2 separate regions of the Mus musculus genome follow, and region 2 is linked to region 1. Evidence: chromatin contacts called from public HiChIP or PLAC-seq data. All regions are on one chromosome and are shown on one strand. The core of a region is the stretch at or near the end of the contact, and the rest is flanking DNA. Distances in the headings are between cores, read along the strand shown. Region 1 holds the start of Samd14 (sterile alpha motif domain containing 14). Region 2 holds the start of Scrn2 (secernin 2).

The links. HiChIP or PLAC-seq counts read pairs in DNA pulled down with a chosen protein or histone mark.
Region 2: an H3K4me3 HiChIP or PLAC-seq map of embryonic forebrain shows a contact between it and region 1, with 2.8 times the contacts expected there. The contact joins the promoter of Scrn2 here to the promoter of Samd14 in region 1.

What each region holds. Positions count from the first base shown.
Region 1 is chr11:95,004,308-95,011,134 of GRCm38.p6, reverse strand. It overlaps Samd14 (sterile alpha motif domain containing 14), which reads right to left and starts at 1,256. Exons shown (of 10, transcript NM_146025.2): 1 at 559-1,256. Gm51875 (a long non-coding RNA gene) reads left to right here and starts at 1,801. Exons shown (of 2, transcript XR_003949594.1): 1 at 1,801-1,971; 2 at 3,176-4,556. It overlaps Ppp1r9b (protein phosphatase 1, regulatory subunit 9B), which reads right to left. Exons shown (of 10, transcript NM_172261.3): 8 at 6,345-6,574; 9 at 6,018-6,114; 10 at 4,237-5,830. The coding sequence ends at 5,777.
Region 2 is chr11:97,028,259-97,034,767 of GRCm38.p6, reverse strand. Scrn2 (secernin 2) reads right to left here and starts at 4,816. Exons shown (of 8, transcript NM_146027.2): 1 at 4,713-4,816; 2 at 4,179-4,352; 3 at 3,707-3,888; 4 at 2,480-2,679; 5 at 1,798-2,013; 6 at 1,539-1,704; 7 at 1,269-1,449; 8 at 808-1,102. The coding sequence starts at 4,352. The coding sequence ends at 944. Lrrc46 (leucine rich repeat containing 46) reads left to right here. Exons shown (of 8, transcript NM_027026.2): 8 at 1-166. The coding sequence ends at 105.

The sequences.
Region 1 (6,827 bases), core at 7-2,506:
ATGGACAGTGCACCTACACCTATCATAGAATCCCCTCTCCCCAATCTCAGAGGATAGAACAGTTTCTTCAACCCATAGGTCTAACTGCCAGATAGGAAGGAGTTAAGGCCTCTCCCCCTGCCCCCACACCAGTTTTTCTTATTTCTTTTTCTCTTCATTCTTTCCTCTCCTCTTCTCTTCTCTTCTCTTCTCTTCTCTTCTCTTCTCTTCTCTTCTCTTCTCTTCTCTTCTCTTCTCTTCTCTTCTCTTCTCTTCTCTTCTCTTCTCTTCTCTCTCTCTCTCTCTCTCTCTCTGTCTCTCTCTCTCTCTCTCTCTCTCCCTTTCTCTCCTCTCTCTCTTATTAATTTCCTCAGGCGGGAGAAATGGGATTAGGGACACAAACCCTATTTCTGCTCCCTCCCGACAGCCCAGCTCCCCCCTCCAGTGAGGTCTCCCTAGGGATAGAGAAAGAAAGGCCCTTGTGGCTTAAATCCATTTAGCCCTACTGAGGGTCCCACCTTGAGTCCAGTAGTCGCTAGCCACGCTTCCCCTTCCACCCTAGGGGACCCGGCCCCTCACCTCCAGCATCCGTCATTTTCAGCGTCCGGCGCCCCGGGAACCCCTCAGGCCCATGGTGTTCGGGGCGACTGCCGGGCAGGAGAGGGGCGAAGGACTTTCACCCCGGTCGCGGGGGGCTCCGGGCTGGCTGGAGTCGCTCCATTCCAGGGTGTTGTGGGGGATCGGCGGGGAGAGTCCCGGAAAGAATGGAGAGGCGAGGTGTGTAGGGATGCAGGGAGAAGGTCTGCGGGAAGCAGGAGGCGCGGGCGGGGCTGGACGGGGAAACCTGACGGGAGGATGCTCCGTGTGTGCGTGCGTGTACGTGTATGTGTGTGTGTGTGTGTGTGTGTGTGTGTGTGAGAGAGAGAGAGAGAGAGAGAGAGAGAGAGAGAGAGAGAGAACCTGAACGCCACCTCCCGCCCCGCCCCCGCCAAACCCCGGGGGTCGCGAACCCTCGCGCCACCGGCCGATTTGTGTAGCGTCGCAGTGGCTAGGTCCGTGGGGGGTCGCCCGGGATAAGGCGACGGGGGGGGCGGGGGGGGCGATACGCTTATGGGGAGGCCGAGCGCCCGGGAGACAAAGAACGGTAGGGAAGGAGGGAAGAGGAGGGCGGGCGGGGCGGAAGCAGCTAGGACCGAGGGGAGGAGGCGGCGGGTGCCCGCGGCCGGCCCCGGGATCCCAATTGCCGCTACTTCTCGGACCGCGGGAGTCTCAGCGCTAGGGAGTCTGCGCGCGAATGGCAGGGAAGCGACCAGGGAGGCGGTCCCGCCTTAGGACGCACGGGGCTTTCCATCTCCTCTGCAGGGTCTGTGAGGGCTTCTGATTCTCTTATTCAACAAGCATTTGCCGGGCGAGCGGCCAGCCTGGGGCGCTGAAGCAGAAGGGGACCGCCGTTGAACAGAACAGACGTGGTCCGGTGTAGTCTTGATTCAGCCAAATGGGACTTCCCAAGCCTGAGAACTGTGGGCCCAGGAGCGGGAAAGACTCTTTAAGTTCTGGAGGGGGCGTGCACCCGAGGCACTGGAGAAGGACACAGGGAAGATTCCTAGAGAAGTGTGGCTACTCCTGCTGGCCAAGCTATGGGAGACTTACTCCTGGGCATTGCAGGGTGGATGGACCAGTAGAGAAAATTGAGGTGGGAGGGTTGATACTTCATTCTATTACTTCCTGCCCCGCCCCCCAATAAAAGGTTAACCGAGGAGGAAGGAGTTCCAACATAGATTTTAGAAAGATTCTTTGGGCACCCCAGTGGAGAACGGACTGTAGAGGGCAACCGGAAGTCTGGGCGCTGGCCTCAAGGGATTGTTGAATGATGACAGCAGTGGGCATGAAGATTAAAGATCAGGCTGAGAGCTATTCTGGCTATAGAATTGAAGACACAGACAGGATTTGGAGCCGGCTAGACAAAGAACTGAGAGAGAAGGAGGAGTCTAGGTTGGCTGTGGGTCTTGGCTGGGGGCCTGGCAATTCTGATGCTAGGGGTGGGACGTGGAGTGGATGAGCTCAGACTTGGACTTGGTGAGCCAGAGATGGTGGCAGGTCAGAGGTGGTGGGTGTGATCATCAGCTAGCTACCGAGGAGCAAGGCTCGGGGTATGTCAGGTACTTCTCAGATTCTTTAACTTCACCCTCCCAATAAACCTCTAAGTTAGGGGTTTCTCTTGTCCTCTAAGGTACACAGACCACACACTCACAAAAAGGAAATGACTTGTTTAGGAGTAGGTGGCAACCTTGGAGAGAGCCCAGGACTTAGCGTAGTAGAGTCTGGAGAGATAGAGTACTCCTGATGGCTTGTGGGAATGGGACACTGCCAAGGGCCCGTGGGCAGCAGCATGTTGAGCCAGGAGTTCCTGATAACTGTGAGTAGGAACAGCATCAGTGGGTCTCAGGGCATCCCAGAGCTTGCGGACCTCTGGATAGATGTAGAACCTGCAGAAAGTCTGGCTAGGCTGTAGGTTCACACGGAGGAGATGATGTCTCTGGTGACCGACCACCTGTGCAGATAGACACTCTCTAGGGCAGTGGTCCTCAATCTTCCTGATGCTGCAACCATAAACCATATTTTTGTTGCTATTTCATAACTATAATTTTGCTAGTTGTGAATCATAATGTAAATATGTTTTCAGATGGTCTTAGATGATCCCTGGGAAGCGGGGTCTCAGCCCACAGGTTAAGCACTGTGGCTCTAGGGCCATTATAGGGTGTGTGTGTGTGTGTGTGTGTGTGTGTGTGTGTGTCTTTCAATGCTTGAATGGAATGTTTCTCCTAGTCAGGCCTAAGGTGCTGAGATATGGGGGGAACCCTACCTGAACTCCTCCTCTACAGCACATGCCTGGGTTAAGGCAAATCTAACCTCAGTAGATGATGGTAATGGAGTATTTACTTTGGTTGATGGAATTAATATGACCACAATCTACCCACACCATTTGACAGACCCCCAAATGGACATATTTCATGGGTAAGACACAGCTCAGGCCTGAGAAACTCCCAGAAAAGACACACACAAGATGGTCAGCCATACAACATACTCAATATTTAAACACGAGCTACCATTCAAGCATTCCTTGGAACATCTAGGAAAGGTCCCCTCCATGAGGTAGGCATGGCTCCTACAGACCCTCATTTGTTTCCCCACCCAGGAGGCGCCAGCTGCTTCGTTTCTTGGCGAGGACTCCTGAGCAGCGACCTCTCACCTAGGCATGGTGACCTGGTGACCTGAGTCTTCATGTTTGGGGAAGCTGCTTTCATGGGATTCAGCCACCCCTGGATCTACCTGGATTCCCCAGCCTCCCAATGTTCCAAGGATGATCTGAAGAGAGGAGACACACTGAGAGGCCACCACCATTGCTAGTTTTCTGATGACCTGAAAGTAGGTGTCAGAGCTGGACAGGTCCTGCATGGCCTCCGAGGTGCAGAACCGGTTTTGAGGGTAGATTAACAGGAAGCTATTATTTGGCCTGACAGGAACAAGCTCTGCAATGGAACTAGCTGCTAGGGAGTGGCTCCCCCAGGGGCTTAGTGGCATTCATATATAGAGAACTCACTCATATCTGATATTATCAGGGGCTAACCAAAGTGACCAAAGAGCCTGGAGACGGGGCCTTTTGCTTATCACAGAAGGAAAGATGAGAATCACCCCCCAACCCCACCCCAAGCTACTGAACATATTTGCCTCCCAAGGATCTGTACAAGAAATGGCTGTGTTGTGTACTGCAGAAGTCTCATTACAATTCACTTCTGCGACTCACCAAAACTGATTCCTGGAACTGAGAGCTAGCTAAGGGGGCAGCTAGGACTATATGAGGCCTCTCAAGCCAGCTCAGGAGGGCCAAAGAACATTCTCTTTGACCGTGAGGACAATGCTCTGACAACTTATCTCCTAGGGAATCTTTGGTCCTCCTGGTACTTTGAGACCTCTGGGGTCTTGCAGATTGCTCGGTTTTCAGGGAAGGGGAGTTGCTTTCCCTGTGTGCAGCCCATCCCTGGCTACTCTAAAGACCTCGTGAAAAACAGACCTAAAGACATCGTCTAGAGAGCTCAAGAAAACTAGGGAGTGGTGGCAAGTGAGTTTGCTGGGGTCGGAGAACCGAACCAGCATTAAGATCCTCTCTAGATCATGTGCAAAATTAGTAAAAGGAGAGGACTTTCTAGCATCTCTTCCCCTCCCCACTCCAGCGCATCAAGAAACCAGGCGACGAGGCTCTGGGGGCTGCTTTTATGGGGACGACCTGACAGAGGGCATGGTCCGTACAAAACCAGGAACAATACATACATATATATATTATATACAGAGACGGGGTCCTCCAAGGGCGGGGCAGGAGCGCTGCCGGTCAAAACCGGAAGTACATCGAGGACCCGCCCACCCGGCTCCACCCCCTCCATCTGCCTGGGTGAAGTGCAGGGGCCGGGCACAGTGACAGCCAGCTCTTTCCGGGGAGTCGGGGGCACGTCTAGGGACGGAAGAGACGGGCAAGAAATACTGATTGATGGCATGGTCTATTTACAGGGGACTCGGAGAAACCGAAAAGGATAGAACTGGGTCGTTTTCAAAAGAAGAAAAAAAGGAACAGAAATTTAGGCTTAGGGCAAGGGTGGTAATGTGGAAGTGGCAAGAGATGGATTCTGAAAGGGGAGGGTACCTGAGGGGGTCTCACCTCCCTTGGTCCAAGCCCCAATTTGGGGTTAAAGTGGGGAAACTGAGTCAATTTCACTTAGAAAGCAGGCTGACAGCAAGCAGCCCTGGTCTCCAAAAAGATTAGTAAAATTTTGCCCTCCAGTGAAAACGTTGGAAAACAGCGGGGGAGGGGAAGAGGGGAGGCAGAGTCTCCTCGATGGTAATACAAGGCCTCCAGGTGTGGCCCTAGGCAGGGCCTAGCTCCCCAGGGAGAGCTCTGCAGGCACACCATCTAAGCTGACCTCCCTCCCTCCTGGCATTCCTGGGCTAGACCAAGGAAACCAGAAGCCCAGAGTGGCCTCAGGGCAGTTCCAGGAGGACGCCTATGGCTGTTTGGCACCTGGGAGAGGGGAGGCACAAGGAGAAGTTGAGGGCTGTTGCCCTTCCTAGGAAAGGGGTGCTGGACCCCAGGTGTGCTGGACTGACCCTTCCCCCGACGCCCAATCACCTCCCCCTGAAGGATACAAATCAGTGCAGGCCCAGGCCCAGCCTCTGGCTCAAGGGTGGGCTCTATCCCTCCTGGGATGGGGAGCAGGGGTGGGAGATGTTGAGGCAACCCCTCCAAGCAGGAGGCCAGAATGCAACAGACAGCACAATGATGGGGGAAGAGGAAAGGGCCAAGAACGGAGAATCTCAAGTCAAGAGGCCCAGGGGCCATACGGACCCTGTGGGCAGGGAGCAGCCTCCAAGTGGTGAGATGCTGGGAGAGCCCCAGCTCCACTCCGGTCCAGAGACACAGGCTGGAGGTTATAAAGTCTGGCAGTTTGGTCTGCAGGTCCTCGTGTCCATCCACCACCCAGGCCAGCTCTTAGCTTCTCTCGGCCTCTGCGCCTCAGCCCCACAGGGCAAGGAGACCACTCTTCCAGCCAGCATTGTCTGCCCTGGCCACCCTAAAGGGGCCTGTAATATGGGCCCTCTGGTCCCTGAAGCTGGGGGAGGTGGGGTGGAGGAGTAGGGGAAGTCGGGGCACCTGTCCCCAGGCTGGTAGGGGTGGGGTGGGGATTGAGGACAGGGGGTGAGGATAATGGGAGGGGATTATTATTGTCCGGCCAAGGAGTTATTCCTGTTAAGTAGAATTGGAGTTCCTCAGTGTCTGCAGGTTTCCTTCCAGTTCTGAGATCTAGAGAACAAAGAGAGGAGGCATCAGGCCTGGCCACTCAGCACGGGCCCTGTAACTTTACCCCCACCCTAAGCTACGACCCTGAGCTCCCAGCCAGCACCACAATCCTTCCCAAACACCATGGATTAAGTGAGTACTGGATTCCAGCTTCCATGCTGCTCACTCTGTAGGCTGCCCAGGGCGCTACCTTGTCCAGAAGTTTGTCCATTTCCTCCTTCCTGGCTAGCTCCGACTCTTCCAGTACCCGACGCTGGGCTGTCTCTTTTTTCAGGAACTCGATCTCCCTGGAGACAGGCAAGGAACAGATGGTGGGTTCGGGTGAATGGTGTGGCTTTGGTCCAGAGAGAAGCAGGCTTTCCCAAGGCCCATAGGGCTGAGTCTGGTACCCCATCGTGGTGCCCTCTAACTCTGTGTCCACTGTCTCCCTCCTCAGCGGGAGGAAGGCTGGGGTGGGGACTACCACTAAAGGCCCCTCCACCTGCCTGGGCCTAGACCCAACGCTCTTGACACATACTTTTGCTGGTAGTCCTTGATGAGACGCTTGGCCTTGCTGTACTTGCGCTCCAGGGCCTGATACTGGGCCTGGGTCTCCCGCAGGTGCTCATCCACAGCCTGGCACAGGCTCTGGGCCTCACCCCAGTAGCCCTCTAGCTTCTCCATCCGCTCCTTATTCTCCTCCACGCTCTGCTCCAGCTGGGCCTTCTCTACCCGCCAGCGCCCTTTCTCCTGCTCCAGACTCTGCAACTGTGAGAAAAGAGCAGCCCTGGGTTGGAGGAGACCAGAGTGAGCCCTGGGGGGAGCCAACAGCTTCTAAGGATTCCTGCACTCTTGGAGCCAACTGGCCCCCAGCTACTAATTCTCTGAGGCTGACCTTAGAGTTCTGCTAGGGGCGGTAGCAGGCACCCATGAGTCACCACCAATTAGCAACTTCTGCCTTATCCTAAAGATGGGAGTGACATGCCTCAGGGCTAGGGAGATGGTAGCTACGAAAGACAGT
Region 2 (6,509 bases), core at 3,567-6,066, 2.0 Mb before region 1:
TCTGTCCAGGCAAGGAAGGGGGCTCTAGCAGCCACAACCTCCAAGACCTCTCAGGCTGCAACCCCCAGCATGACAAAAATGACAAACAAGAAAAGCACAAAGTAGCGCACAGCCTCTATGCACGCGCCACCTCCTCAGGCTTTGCCCCAATAAAGTGTCTCTGGGCTTGGAATGCTTTTCATGTTACAGGGGGCAAGTCAAGGAATCAAAACCAGAAGGCAGCCGGGCGTGGCCAGGGCTACACAGAGAAACCCTGTCTCGAAAAACCAAAAAAGAAAAAAAAACAAAACAAAACAAAAAAAAAAACCCAGAAGGCAAAAACACAGTCCCTCAAAGCAGCTTAACCTTTTAGGGGTGACCAAAAGGGCTGGGTCCCGCTGGTCCTCAAGGGCACGAAGCAGGAGCACCTTGCTGTCTTGTAGTGAGATAGCTTTGTGGTTTTTTTTTTAAAGATAGTGCCTCACCGTGTAGCCCTGGCTGGCCTGGAACTCATTGTGCAGACCAGGCTAGCCTGGAACTCACAGATAATCCTGCCTCCTGAGTAATTGTTTTAAAGACATGTCACCATGCAGTCCAAGCTAAGGACTAAATCTTGGGATCCTGATTGTCCCCAAATAGTAGCCATCTACCTAGTGAGGGGACTTCATGAAAACCTCACCTCCACCACCGCCACCACCACCACGCACAGCTAGGTCCCATAGCACCCATCATTAGGGTTTGTGGCTTGGCACTACAGGTTTAGCAACCACCCTGCTGGGAGCTGCCCTTTGCCCCAGCTCAGCTCCTCTCAATAGACTTGAGATCCAGTTCACTGAAGAAGGAGATAAAACATTTATTAAGTCACTCCAAACCTGGATGAGCAGGGTGAAGGGATGGCTGTGACTCAACCCCACCACCGCACCCACCACAGCTCAGGGCAGCCGGCCCCAGAGCTCCTGCATGCTTAAGCATAGGCCTGCTCTTCCCTCTCCACAAAGGCCTGGAAGAGGCTGCCCAGGCCCTGGGCTGGTGGGGTCTGTTCACCCGTAAGCAGCCCTCTGAGAGCCTCTAGGCCTTCCTGCTCCAGCCTCTGCTGCTTTTTCCGGAGTTGCTGTGCCTGCTCCTGTTGTGAAAATCAGAGGTGAAAAATGTGAACCCTCTCCCTGCAGGCAGGGTCTCCCAAGACTAGCTGAAGGTCCCACCTCTCCTCAGATCTACAGCCCTTTTCTGGTCCCAGAATATCCAAAAAGATATTTCCTACCTGCCCTCAGCACAGTCCCCGGGGTTACCTGCTCATCCTCCATCAGCCCCAGGGCTGCCTGGTGTCCACGATAGAGTGAGTGCCGACGGTCCACCCGAGTCTGGAATCGTGGGAGGATCCGAACAGGGTCCTGGGCTCCAAAAGTGGGGGACAACACCTGGGGGGACTGGGACACCCCCACTTCAAAGATGAAAGGCTTGAATACCGACCTAATAAGACACAGGTTGAAGGACTGAAGTAACCAGGAACAGGTGCTGCCATGTCCCTGACACTGCAGTGTGTCCCCTTCACCCCTCACCTGGATGGGTCTGGGGTGGCAGTGAGGAAGTGGACACAGGGCTTTGTGGGATCCTGGGGCAGGACCGATACCATACTGGCTGTGGTGCGGAAGCCTCCGGAGTCCATGCAGATGCCGCTCTCCTTGTCCCTGAGGATGCCCATCATCACCTCTGCTGTGATGTTCCCTGCCCAGGACGGAGTGGAGGGACTCAGCAAACGTGAGTGTGACAGGGACTCCAGCTGGGGTGCTGTGGCCCTCCTGCCCACCACTCACAGACCTTGATGCCGCTGCAGCATCTCACACCCTGCCCGGAAGCGGGCCTTGGCAGCCTCCATGCGCACAGGCTGCTGGGTCAGGGAGAAGACCTCCGCAAAGTCAAAGAGGCCCTGCCCAGTCCACCAACCCTGAGCCTTGGCATGGCTGCGGAGCTCCGGGTGTTCAGCTGAGATGTCTGTACCAATGCTCAGCTGGTTGGAAATATTCCGGGCACCTCCTGTATAAGAAGAGGAACTTGTTTATCTGTTATGGGGCACCTACTATGTGCTAGACCCTGGGTGACATACTTAGATGACAGTTTAAACAAGTACAACCTGCCCTTGAGGGGCCTGTGGTAATGAGGAGACAAAGCAATCAGAACTAAATCATAGGGGACAGACTTGACAGCAAAGTGGTAGCTGCTTGTATAAGACCTCCTAACCACACAGGGAGATCCAGAAGGCTTCCCAGAGGAAGGGGCAGGCTGAAGCATGAGGACATTTGGTCAGGTGAAGGAGAGAGTTACTAAGTGTGTTCATTTCTAGTCTCCCAGGGTGTCCCTCCCTGTCCCTTTATGACCCATCAGCTTTCCCACTGCCCAAGGCTGTCAGGAAGAACAAAAATGGTAGCCTCCAGAAGTGGAGGGCAGTACCTGGGGAGGTCTAGGTTCCCTCTTGGAGGCAGGCTCTACGCTAGACTCCTACCCTGGATCCGCTGAGCAGCCCACAGGCTCCCAGCTGTCTCCAGCACCCACGCCTCTGTCCGATCAGCCAGTAAAAAGGTGTTGTGATAGCAGAACGGCTCTGGATCCTCCCGGCAGCTGCCTCCCTGCCCATAGCGGTCCAGCAAGCCTGCAATCACGTGAACAGCCTCCTGGGCAGTGCTGCTCCGTTCCAAAGCCAGCCTGATAGAAAATCAGAGTACAGAAGCGGTCCACACGGGTTTGATGAAAAGCCCACGTAGCACAGCAAACCCAGCAGCCATGATGGTATTAAACAATCATGCAGGCCAGGCCTGTGATTCCTCCGGAGTGGAGGCAGGGAGATCAGAAGTTCATCTCTGGACTCAGCTACATACTACATGATCTCTTAAAACAAACAAACAAAAATACCAAAGCAAAGTGAAAAATCAGCTGGAGTAGTGGTACACACTTTCAACCCCAGCACTTGGGAGGCGGGCAGATCTCTGTGAGTTTGAGGCTAGCCTGGTCTACATAGTGAATTCTAAGCCAGTCAGGGTTATGCAGTGAGACCCTGTCTCAAAACATAAAATAAAACAAAAACAAACAAACATGAAAAAACAATAATAAACCATATAGTTGCCAAGCTAAGGACTGTGAATTCCATGGAAAGGTCTGGAACACTCTCTCCAAGGAAAAACCGCCTGAACCTCTCCTCAGGCGGGGCTGCCTCACATTTACCAGTTTTTATAAACCGCAACTATGTAATATTTCAATTAACAAAAGTAGTACTGGGCAGTGGTGGTGCATGCCTTTAATCCTAGCACCTGGGAGACAGAGGCAGGTGGATTTCTGAGTTCGAGGCCAGCCTGGTCTACAGAGTGAGTTCCAGGACAGCCAGGGCTACACAGAGAAACCCTGTCTTGAAAAACCAAAAAACAAACAAACAAAAGTTGTACTGAACTATGTGTGGTGGCACACAGGCAGGAGGATCTCTGTGAATTCAAGGCCATCCTGGTCTACAGAGCAAATTCCTGGACAGCCAAGGCTACACAGAGAAACCCTGTCTCAAAACAAAAAGTACTGAAAAAAAAATTAAAGCACTCTAGGCCAAGGGAGGTCCTTTATCAGACTAGGAAGATATAAGACTGCAGCCGCCTTAGAAAGGCCTCAAGGGCAAGGCCAACAGAGACAAGCCCAATAGACTCAGGCTAGGTGGGAGGAAGTGGGGCACTGAAGAGCAGCTCTCTACCTGAGCAGGTCCATACCCAGCAGGGCTTCCCCCTGCCCCACAGGCTCTTTGGTCCACACTGCTTCGTTTCCAATGCAGACACCAAGCTCGTTGGCCCCCATCTCAGCTCCCCACAGCCAAGAGGGGCGGCTCAGAATCACAGCGTGTGTCTTCCCCACCTGTTCCACCTCGATATAGGTACACTGGAGGTAAAGAAGAGAGAGGAAGAATTCAGTGAAAAAAAAAAAAAGACCCAGAACTTACACTGCCCGGACCCTTTGTCAGCCACTTTAAATGGCCCTGAGAAAGGTCTTATTCTCAGGTCACACATAAGTAAACCGAGTTAGCAGAAGCTAACTCCACTCAAGGGTCCAGGTTGGTGGACTGGAACTCCGTACTCGTTCCACTCCATCTGCTCCCGTCCCAGGAGCAAGAAAACGAAGGTCTGGGAATAACGTCTCAACCTTCCAGCTCCTTCTAAGTCCTAACCCACCTGAAGCCGGCTCCCAGGGACGTGAGTGCCTGCTGGTATAAACACCACCTCCTGCACCTCATCTCGGGGCCGGTCTGAGTTCTTTGCAAAGATTACAGCTGGGATGGCTGAGGCCGGGGGCACAGAGACAAAACAGTCGCAGGAACAAGGGGCATCGGGGCTCGACGACGCCATCTGCGAAGAAGTGGAGATGTTCATGTCCCTCAAACCTCTCCACAGTCTTGGCCACCGGTGGGGTGCAGGGCACTCTCCTCCCCACGTGTGCACTCTGAGAAGCCTGACGCTCTGGGACAACAGCACTGTTGTCAAAGCGTGGTGTGCACTAACAATGCACTTGGCTTGGAGTCAGGCGACAGAGCAAACTCTGCAAGTTAAGAGCGTCTGTTTTGGAGTCCTAGCCCTTCCAGGCTGACTTACAGGGTAGTTTCTAGGCACTAAAGCTGGCTCCAAGAATCCCACGCTCCTGCGCATGCCCACATTCACGCGCCTCTTCCGTCCACCCCTTTCCAAGTCCTCAGTGCCTCGGTCTCTCACCCTCTCTGCATCCAAGACCCCCAGGCTCGGTTCCGGGCGCCACTTCCTCCTCTTCAGGTCAGATCTGTTCCCCTGGACCCAGGTTCTCTGGTAGGTGACCTGGAAGGCCTTTGTCCCCGGGGGCGGGGCCGGCACCGGCACAGGACACCTGCAATGTCACCGTCTTCCACGAGGGTGCGCGCTAGCTAGCACCACTTCTTAGAGCTGAGAGACCTTTCAAATCCTGCTTAAGAGTCCCGGGCTTTCTCTACAGCCTTATCAGATAAGAGTCATTAACAGGAGGTGGAGCTGAAGGAGAAAAGAAGCCCTAGTGAAAAGAAAGAATGCATAAAGTAGCCAACACTGCTGGGAGTTCTAGAGATTAAGGGAAAACTTTCACTACCTGCTTCCTGACTTGAATTTCATAAATTACGGTATTGTTTATTTTATTACTGTTTTTGTGTTTTGTTTTTTAGAGACAGGGTTTCTTTGTGTAGCTCTGGTTGTCATGAAACTTGCTCTGTAGAATAGCTTAACCTCAAACTCACAGAGATCCGCCTGCCTCTGCCTCCCAAGTGCTGGGATTAAAGGCGTGCACCACCACCGCCTGGCACTTATTTTACTAATTTTTAAAATTTGTATTTTTATAGGCTAGAGAGATAACTGGGTGCTTCAAAGCTGCCGTTGAGGAGAACATGGGTTCGAGTATCAGCTCACAGCTGTTTGTAATTCGTTTCAGTGAACCTGATGCTCTCTCTGGTCTCCATGGACTCCAGACACACATGTGATGCTCAGGCAGGCACACATACAGGCAAAACATCAAAACGCATAAAATAAGTTTTTTTTCTAAATTTTGTAAATATGTGTGTGGGGATTACATGTAGGGGAAGGCATGTGCCCACAGAAGCCAGAAGAGGGTGATCTATCCCTTGAAGCTGAAATCACAGATGGTTGTGAGCTGCCTGGCATGGGTGGTGGGAACCAAACTCAGGTCTTCTGCAAGATCAATCGTCACTCTGAACTTCTGAACCATCCTTCTGGTCCCTTTTTTATTTTTTTTATTAAAGATTTATTTATTGTATATGAGTACACTGTAGCTGTCTTCAGACACAGCAGAAGAGGACATCGGATCTCATTACAGATGGTTGTGAGCCACCATATGGTTGCTGGGATTTGAACTCAGGACCTCTGGGAGAACAGTTGGTGCTCTTAACGTTGAGCCATCTCTCCAGCCTCCCCTTTTTTATTTTCAACCTTAGATGCCATATCTTTTGAGCTGTGCACCTCGTTTTGTTGTCATTGTTGTACATATTTTACAACTTTGAGAGACTATCTGTGTGTATACATACATGTGTGCAAGTGCACACCACCATGTAGGTGTGCCTTTGTGCAGACTAGAGGTCAGCACTGGGTGTCTTCCTCGGTTGTGCTCCATCTTCTTCTCTGAGTCAGGGCCTCGGATGAAGGCCGAATCTTGTTGATTCTGCTTTGGTGGCTGGCCGGCCGGCCTGCGAGCTCAGAGAGCCTCCTGTCTCCACCTCCACAGGGCTGGCATTATAGTTCCCGTGTTGGACATGGAACCCAGGCCTTCGTGCTCATGTGGCAGGCCTGAGCCATCTCCCTGACCCCCGTGTACTCCCATGTCACAAGGAGACGTACACAAAACCCGCCTGTCTCCAGAAACCCAAGTTCAGTTCTGCCCACTAGGTGCTGAGAAAGATAACGTTGAGAAGGGGATTTAGGGATTTCTAATTGCCAAGCTGTGCTGCTTCTACCTTCTACGCACAGTGAGGAGGAGATCGGAAAGGAGAGATTTGG